2 separate regions of the Drosophila melanogaster genome follow, and region 2 is linked to region 1. Evidence: chromatin contacts called from public Hi-C data. All regions are on one chromosome and are shown on one strand. Each heading gives the region's core, a stretch centred on a gene start, on an enhancer-like site or on the middle of the called end of the contact. The rest is flanking DNA. Distances are from core to core; before and after follow the strand shown.

Evidence for each region. A called contact is a pair of places that touch in the nucleus more often than the background predicts.
Region 2: a Hi-C map of the Kc167 cell line shows a contact between it and region 1, with 2.7 times the contacts expected there. The contact joins the promoter of drn here to the promoter of CG9837 in region 1. A contact is called at or near these places in 10 of 107 Hi-C or Micro-C datasets (the Kc167 cell line, the S2 cell line, embryo and 3 more).

What each region holds. Positions count from the first base shown.
Region 1 is chr3R:8,811,350-8,815,494 of dm6, reverse strand. It overlaps CG9837, which reads left to right and starts at 1,916. Exons shown (of 2, transcript NM_001170086.3): 1 at 1,916-2,485. aqz (aaquetzalli) reads left to right here. Exons shown (of 2, transcript NM_001275461.2): 2 at 1-2,005.
Region 2 is chr3R:9,338,446-9,342,590 of dm6, reverse strand. drn (doctor no) reads right to left here and starts at 1,937. Exons shown (of 5, transcript NM_001275480.2): 1 at 1,822-1,937. It overlaps lncRNA:CR43301 (long non-coding RNA:CR43301), which reads left to right and starts at 2,599. Exons shown (of 1, transcript NR_048352.1): 1 at 2,599-4,145.

The DNA.
Region 1 (4,145 bases), core at 667-3,166:
TTTTTTTTAAGTGTAAGCAAAACGTTTGTTACTTACTGGACGTCAGTTTAAGCGGAGAACAGCTTAGATTTCATTGAAGCAGGATAGAGATACAGATGCAAAACCTATTTGTAAAATTCAAAAGAAGAGAAAACCACTTTACTTAAAACAGACCAAAACAGCCCAGATTCGCCCGCTCTGCCTTGGACTGTGGGCACAAACGTTCCGGCCCGCTGACTTTTTCAACACCAATCAGTACAAAATAATTTCCATTTCAATGTTGGGAGCCCGAAACAAGATCGCGGCGGAGCTCTCCATGCTGCGAGTCCAAGGCGTTTGTGTCCCCAACCAAGGCGACTGCGAATTGAAGGCCTCTGAAATTATAATTCAAATTCAATTTTTTAATTTAAATTTAAAGCGTAACGACGACGATTCGACCAAGTTCGAATATTATTTTTAACCTCTTTTATTTAAGCCGAAACATGATTCGTCGTTCTAAAAACAATGAAAAGAAAGCAACCAAGCACTATGTATTTTTTTAATTTCTCCATTGATCTAATTTACAATTTAATTTGCAATTTTTTGTGATACTTTGCTATATTTTTAAACCTGGTATGTATACAAATTAAAAACAAATACAACTGAAGAGAAAACGATTAATTAAATACCCTTACAATTACCTTAAATGGACCATAAGATGAATGCGAATATGAAGAGCAAACTCGCAATTCTATATTGTAATTATAGAAACGATTGTGAATAAAAATCTGAGAAGAATTGTAAAGCAATATTGGAAATGTGTTAAATCCAAGTCAACTTTTAAAATTTGAGAAAAAAGAAAGAAAACCCCACAAACCAAACAACAACAACAAAACAATAGAAAAAAGAAATAAACAATTGTACATGGCTTTCGTAAAGAAATTTATGAAGGCTTTGTATGATTAACCAAAAAAAAATCCACAAATTTGTGTTTTTATTTGCGTTATCACGTACAGTTTTTCGTTGGCACTTTTAATTCCAGAGCTAATCGGCAAGATCCCCATACCCCGTACCCCCCGTAGAGAATCATAACCCCCTCCACATTCCAGACGATTCGAACAACATGTGCTCCGAAAAATTCCACTACGAGGTTCTCACATGTTTTTGTTTTTGAGCACGATATCTAAGCGAGCAACCAGAAAGACAGAAAGAACCACAATAAAATTGAAAACTAAAAAGCGCTTTGCTAGGAGATCGAAACAAAGGAAAATGCGCATATAGTACATATGCATATAAATATACATACATACATATTACATATATAAATGCAGCTGCATTTGTGCTGCGATTTCACAAACACCCAGATATTGCGACATAAATGCATGCAAAGTAAAATAAAACGATAAGCAACTTTACAGAGCCGAAGGGCATACATGTAATAGAACCATTTCCAACTCCGTTTCGATGTGAAAAACTATCCTGATTGTTCCTATGTTAGTTCTGAGTAGATGCAACCGCAATCGGATCGGCGAATCCATTAACAACTATGCAATAAGTGCGAATTGTCATTGTGCGTTGAGGAAATTTATATAGATACGCAACAACATGTAAGCATTTTATAGATTCTTACACAGCAGTCAGCATGATAACGATAAATGTTTAAAAGTTTTACCACATCACCACTACACAAAATAGATACATACATGTTTAAGAAGTTTATATACATAAATTGATATGAGACGACCGATAAGATCGTAGCCAGAGAGCTCAGCTAGCAGCAAAGTCAAGTTAAAACTCAAACAAAACAAACAATTGCCTAACGATCAAACAATCAATGTGTAAATCCCCTCCCAAAAAACACCCCATCCAGTCGATGAATCCCCACATCCCATTCCCATTCCCATTCCCACCTAACCCATCCAACTTCCCCAAATCCCCTAAAACGTGAACAGAGAGATACAAATATTTTCAATGGAAACCCCGAACGAGATCCAGATGACGTCCAACTACTCCGGCCGAAAAATCCACATGCCATATAGTAAATTGGATTTTTTCAGCCCAGATCCTATTTTTACTAGCTTAAAGTTTTTAGTTCTTGGATCAGAAATAAGCTTATAATCCATTAAATACGCTCCTTTTTAACTTTTTCAAACTGAAAATTGCTTACAAAGCCAAAATATTTATGAGTTAACTTTTTCGATTCGAAAAAATTGAGTCAAGGCAACTTCTCGAGTTTCGAGTGTCAACAGCGATAGGAAGGGAATTTCCATTTGGTTAGATGTTTAAAAACCCATTTACATATGATAATGATTTCCTATGAGTTCTTTGTTGAAACAGATGTTTAAAAAATGGAGCTTGGCTGATTGCAAAATTGAACAAAGTTGAAGTGAATATGGGTATGGATGGCTTATTGGATATTTCGATTTAGGAGGTAAAAGTCCGCGACTTCGATGGAACCCCCGAAAAGTGGCGATCCCAGAAGGAGGACGGTGGAGAGAGAGAGCTGTTGGATCAGTTTAGTTCACAGGTAAGTTGGCAAAACGCGAATGTGACTCACTGGCGGTACAAACTAGTATTATCTAGGTGGATTTCTCTAGAGGTTGCTCGAAGAAAAAACAGACGCCGTGCGAGTGGTGAACGTGCTTCGAATCACCTTATCTCGCACCTACCGCGCTCCACACAGAGAAACAAATATGCTGCAACTTTACACGTTTTAAATGCAGTTTTCTAAACAAAAATATATGTGTGAAATTTGTATACCCATTTAGATCAATTTTAACGTGCTTTGATAAGTCTCGAAAACGATTTGAGTTTCGGATGAAATGAATCATCACCCCAATTGTTACTCTGCATTTGATGTTTCTGTTTTTTACCTCGCCGCTTTGGGATTTCTTTATAAACGATGTCGCAAAAGAAAACTGGATTCACAGGCAACACACTATGTGGGCAATGGGCTTCGGTTTTGAATTCGGTGTCGTTGTTTACCGCTTCGCTACCCCTGAAGTAAATACGTTCATACATATGCATGTATATATGTACTTACCATTATGTTTGTACTTTATATGTACCATATCCGATCGAGTCGAATGAATACAAGACAATAACTGTACGGGTTGTCCATATTTGAGCATCGAAAGCGTTTTTCCCTCGACGAATTCATTTAATGCTGAGACCCGTAGTCTTTAATTTTTGTGTAATGCTCTCAACGATTTTCAGGCCACCCCCGAGAAATACATATACATGAACATATGTATGTATAACTGAGGACGGTGTTTACGTAGTGACGAAAAGCACGCAGAGTATATATATAGTAGTATATGAGTATATATACTCAGTATATATATGTATACTGGAATAAAAATGTAAAATATTTAGATGAAACTTTAATATTTATGGGTATCCGGTAGGTGCTCGTGCATTGTTGTTTTCAAACTCCACTAGATATGTATCTACATATGTGTGCTACCCATATTTGTTGCCCTGGATGCCTGTATGTCTGCACACAAACTTAAGGCAAATCAAAAGCGTAAACAATTTTGTTTTTATTTTGCTTTTGGTTGCTTCTCTTTTATTTTAATGGCGCTTTGCTTAAGCTAATTGCAATCTATAAATGGCGACGGCGATAGTGGATTTCAGCGAGGTTGTCGGTGAAGGGGTATATACTTCGCCCCTCCCCCCACACGACCGTTTGAATTCGCGATTGCAAACATAAAAACAAAAGCCCAGAGCTAAAGAAAAAACAGATATATGTATAAATCATGGGGAAACGTGACTAAATGGAATCGTTCATACCCCTTGATTGGCATTTAGACATCACTTCGATGTACATTGTTTATAACCTATAAATTTCTGAATGTAAAATAAATTGTTATGCTTATTAGCAAAGCGTTCTAAATATATAAGATAACGCTTTCGTCCAATATACCCTAACTGCGGGGTATCCAAAGCGAGATGTGGCTAAACAAAAAGTTGCGTGCACTGGTCTCGGACTGGGCCCGTAGATGTATCTGTATCTACGCAATTGGTATCTGTAAGATACACACACATCCGAATGTTCACGTTGTGCCGCCACACGCGCTGTGTGCCGAGCGGGATGGAGATACTGGTGGAGCGAGATGGGAGGCGTTCGTATTTACAAGTTTTGTGCGTTGGTCTCTGACGACCCCTTGGCCACCCATCTCCTACGT
Region 2 (4,145 bases), core at 688-3,187, 530 kb before region 1:
AGCGTGGGGAATCGACTAGTGGTGAGTAAGCAACGTAGGCGAGCGAAGAGGAAAATGAAATAAATTATAATTTTCTTTTTCTCATTTGAATTCACTTACTTTTTCAATTCGTTGTGGGTGGAAATTACACAGGCTTGAATCAAAAACTTAGAGCTTTGTTCAAATCACAGTAGTTGGAAATTTTTATGTGTTATGTTGGTCTCGCAGAAATTCAATTGGTTGCTAGTAATTATTTTAATTTTTTCTTTAACAGAGAATTGCACAGGGATCGTTGAAGAAGGAGGAGGGCAAAAATATATCACAAAATGGTGCACGACGCAGTTGCTTTTCCTCGTTTTTCCTTCGTTTCAAGTGGCGAATTACGGTTTTTTCTGCAATATTACAGGATTTTTTTTCTTCTTTTTTCTTATGCACAACGCACACGACTGCGACGCTGCTGCTGAGCTGCGTCCTGCGGTTTTTCTCAGCTGCAAGAGGAAAACGCTGCCAGTTTTCCTTTTGCTTTCCTTTTTAACTCGTTTCTTATTAATCGCGGAGCGCACTAACACGACCGAGAGAGAGGGAGGGGAGCGCGGAAAAGTGATTACTTTATTATCTAGTTTAGTTAGCAAGGCGCTGACTGGGCTGACGATGACAGTTGTGGGTAATTGAAGCCAAAAACCAACGTGGATCTGATCCTCCAAACGCGAAGTGAAGTCTCCAAGCACTCTAACAGAAATGAGCGGACCTCGCAACGCTTGATGACTGCGACTGGCGAGCTAACAGAGCTCTGTTGGTGGCAATTTGGTGATGAGAGCGTGAGTCTGTCACTCAACTTCTCCGGTTGAAAGCAGTTAACAATACCAGGAGTATGTAGGATTGAAATGATCGAAATGATTATTATTTTCAATACATTAGCTATAAAAGAAACACTTATTTATATAAAATCGAATACAATGTTTGTTTAAAATTATTTTCAATTTGTATTTTCTCCTCTTGACAATAAAATCAAACGCAAATTGGACCGAAATGTATGTAAAATAAAATTCTTATCGTGACACGACGTAACATAAACTCATGGTCTCATCTCTAGCCCAAACGAGCGCTGTTAACGCAAAAAGAGCGTTGATTGCTGGTGTGGTGAGAAAGTGGTTAGGAAAGGGGAATGAAGGATGACAGGCTAAAAAGAAATCGCCAGTCAACGGAGAGAAGCCATGTAGGAAATAAATTAAATGTGAACCGAGCAAAGATGGTCGAAAATGCGTATTTCCAACGAAAAACACCACGCTATGTTAGCCCAACAGTGCAAAGTGCACACACAATAAGATTGTGGAAGGGGAACAGAGGGAGACAAGAGACAAAAGACCAATGCAACGATAGAGAGTCAAATTTATATCGAGTCCCTGCCAACAAACCAAAACTATTTCCGCTTACTGGGCGTTTCAAGAAACCTTCAAACGCGCTTTTAATAATCTTTATGGTTTTTCGTATGACTTTAAATTGGGCGACGACATAATTTCGACGACGCCATATTGTTCGCCAGCCCAAAGAGAGCTACAGCGTGTTAACAGCCGCAGAGAGCGAAACTGCGCTGCTGCGTCATCAATGCAAACTGCGCACTTTTTAAAAAAAATAATTTTAATATCAATTTCTATGCGTTCACCGAACGGGAAACAAAAGTATTAATGTAGAAATCGCCTAGCGTATGGCGATTGCTTTGTCTTCCCCAATAGTAATCTTTTTGATAACAGTGCCATATTGTGAAATGGCTGTTGGCTGGCCGTGGTGAGTATTTGCCGCAGTTTAACAGGCCTGAAATTTGGTTTTCCAAATCACCCTTACCAAGAGAATGTCCGTTTTGAGGTGCACTTTGTCCAATTTCATTACTGATGTTTCAGAACATTTGTAGTCTAATTTCGTGTTTTGTCCTTACTGAGAATGGAATGAAGCACAAAAGCTTAGTGTTGATTAGCTCTGAAATGCAGTGCTAATAAAAATTATACAGCACTGAAAATATGATTGCCCAGTTTTTGCTCATTACATTCTTTTTGTCTATTTTGTATATATCTAATAAATAATACTTAGAATGTTAAATACAATTTAGGAAATATTATTTTCAATAAATTCATGCATACATTTATTAAATATATATTAGAGGGTATCGTCAATCCGACCACGCTTTCACATCGAAATGTTATTTTGTTGCGATCACTCGCAAAGCAAATGTAAAATCAAAAGCAAATTAAAAAGTCAGAGTGGGGCTAAGAATTCGCTTAATTAGAGGTCATAGGCTCCAATGAGATCGTGTTCATATAAATAATATAAAATATCACTTACGATCCGTAGATAGATACCAGTTTGTAAAGTTTCTCGACAAATATTTCAGCTATCAAAGGTCGCACCTGCCTACGAAATTGGTTCTGCACTAGCCTTGTTGTGATGACAAACAAGCCAAAATAAAAAGCAATAAAGAAAAAAAACCAACCAAAAATAATAACAATTTAAATGAACAGACAGTAAAAATACGCTAGTGCTAACGAACTTTGTAAACTTAAAGGCAAGGTTGCAAGCAGAAAAGCTCCAAAATTATGCGAGACGTACAAAGGCAAACTTAAAAGCGAGCGATACTAAATACTACGTAGTATAAAGTCGCTGAGCGTTAAAAATAAAATATCAGACACGCAACAGCGACGGCTGCCAGCAGTGTTTTCTATAGAAAACGAAAATTATTTCCTGTTTTCAGCAATAACAACCGCGCGTGAGGTGGAAAACGAAAATATTGCCCTGCAGGCGGAGATAACAGAGTTGGGGGTGTCTAACAGTCGTGGTGAATCCGAAACGCATTTGGCCATTGCATTGCAGTTTGTTTACCATCACGTATTAGCCACAAACCTTATAGAGTATGTACATACACATACATACATGTGTATGTATTTATACGTATACCCCGTAGCTTGCCCCATGAAGTTAAAACGACGCAGTTGTAAGAGAAACCAAGACGAGGCGGAGATACAAAGGGGCCTCAAACAATGCGTAAAAAAGGTGATTGATAACAAGGTGCGCCTTACAAATGTTCACTGTCTGCCCTCCACGAGCAATACAGAAATTCGTTTAGACCTCCAATCCATACGAAATTCTCTGCGCTTATCTATTTAAATGCTCTGATTTGGGTAATAGATTTGTATAGATTTGTATGTATGTATGTACATTGTAGCAGAATTTAGCGAGACTTGCAGTATATAAACGTACATAATAATTCCCTTTTTATTGCTTAATAAAAAGAAGCAACTATCTACATAACTCTTCATTTACCTTTAATTTTAGCAATTTTTGGTAAAACATATTACTTATTTGTCACAGTGTCTATAATTATGCTGATACAATTGGAGCTACAAATAGAGGGTGAAACGTTTTTCGTGCACACAGTTGCACTTTATGTAAACATGTGGGCACACGCACAAGGTTGCGGAAGAAGAAAAAGAAGTGCATTGTGCAGTCGAAAAGGAGAAGGAGCAGAGAAAGAGGGCTAAAAGGACAACCATAGAATGAGGGAGCAGACAAGCTTGGTGTATTTTTGGCACACTATCGCCCCCTGTAGCTACCTCTCTTTCTCGCATTCGCTTATACCATTTCGCTGTGGTGCATTCAACCTGCTGGTGAGAGAGACAGGTGCACTTACAGTTCCTCGCGATCAACAGCTGTGTGAGTGATTGCGAATCGGGCAATTACTTAACTGCGTTTGCGAGATAGGGTATCTTAAATTAATATTGTTACAAAGTATTGGAGCTGATAGGATTTCATATTTTATTGTATAGTTTCTGTACTCCAAAATATTTATATTTTCTATAAGATAACTTTCAGTTGGAGCATACTAACTTTCGTATATGGTAACGTATAAACATGATCGTAACTAAATTTCGCGTAAAAAATATATTAAATGATGATGATGAGCAATTCACGTGAACAGAGAAGGAAGGCTAACACTGGACTCGGAGACAACGCAATTTGCTGAACTTTAATGCGTAGCAAGCCAAATCGAAAAATGCAGTAAACAATGAAACATTGCTAACGGCCCACCCTCCATCGTCCCCATCCCCGCCCCCTTTCCGAGATGATTTGTTATTGTTGGCCTGGCTTACACGGGGTTGTTGTTGCTGCGTAGCTTG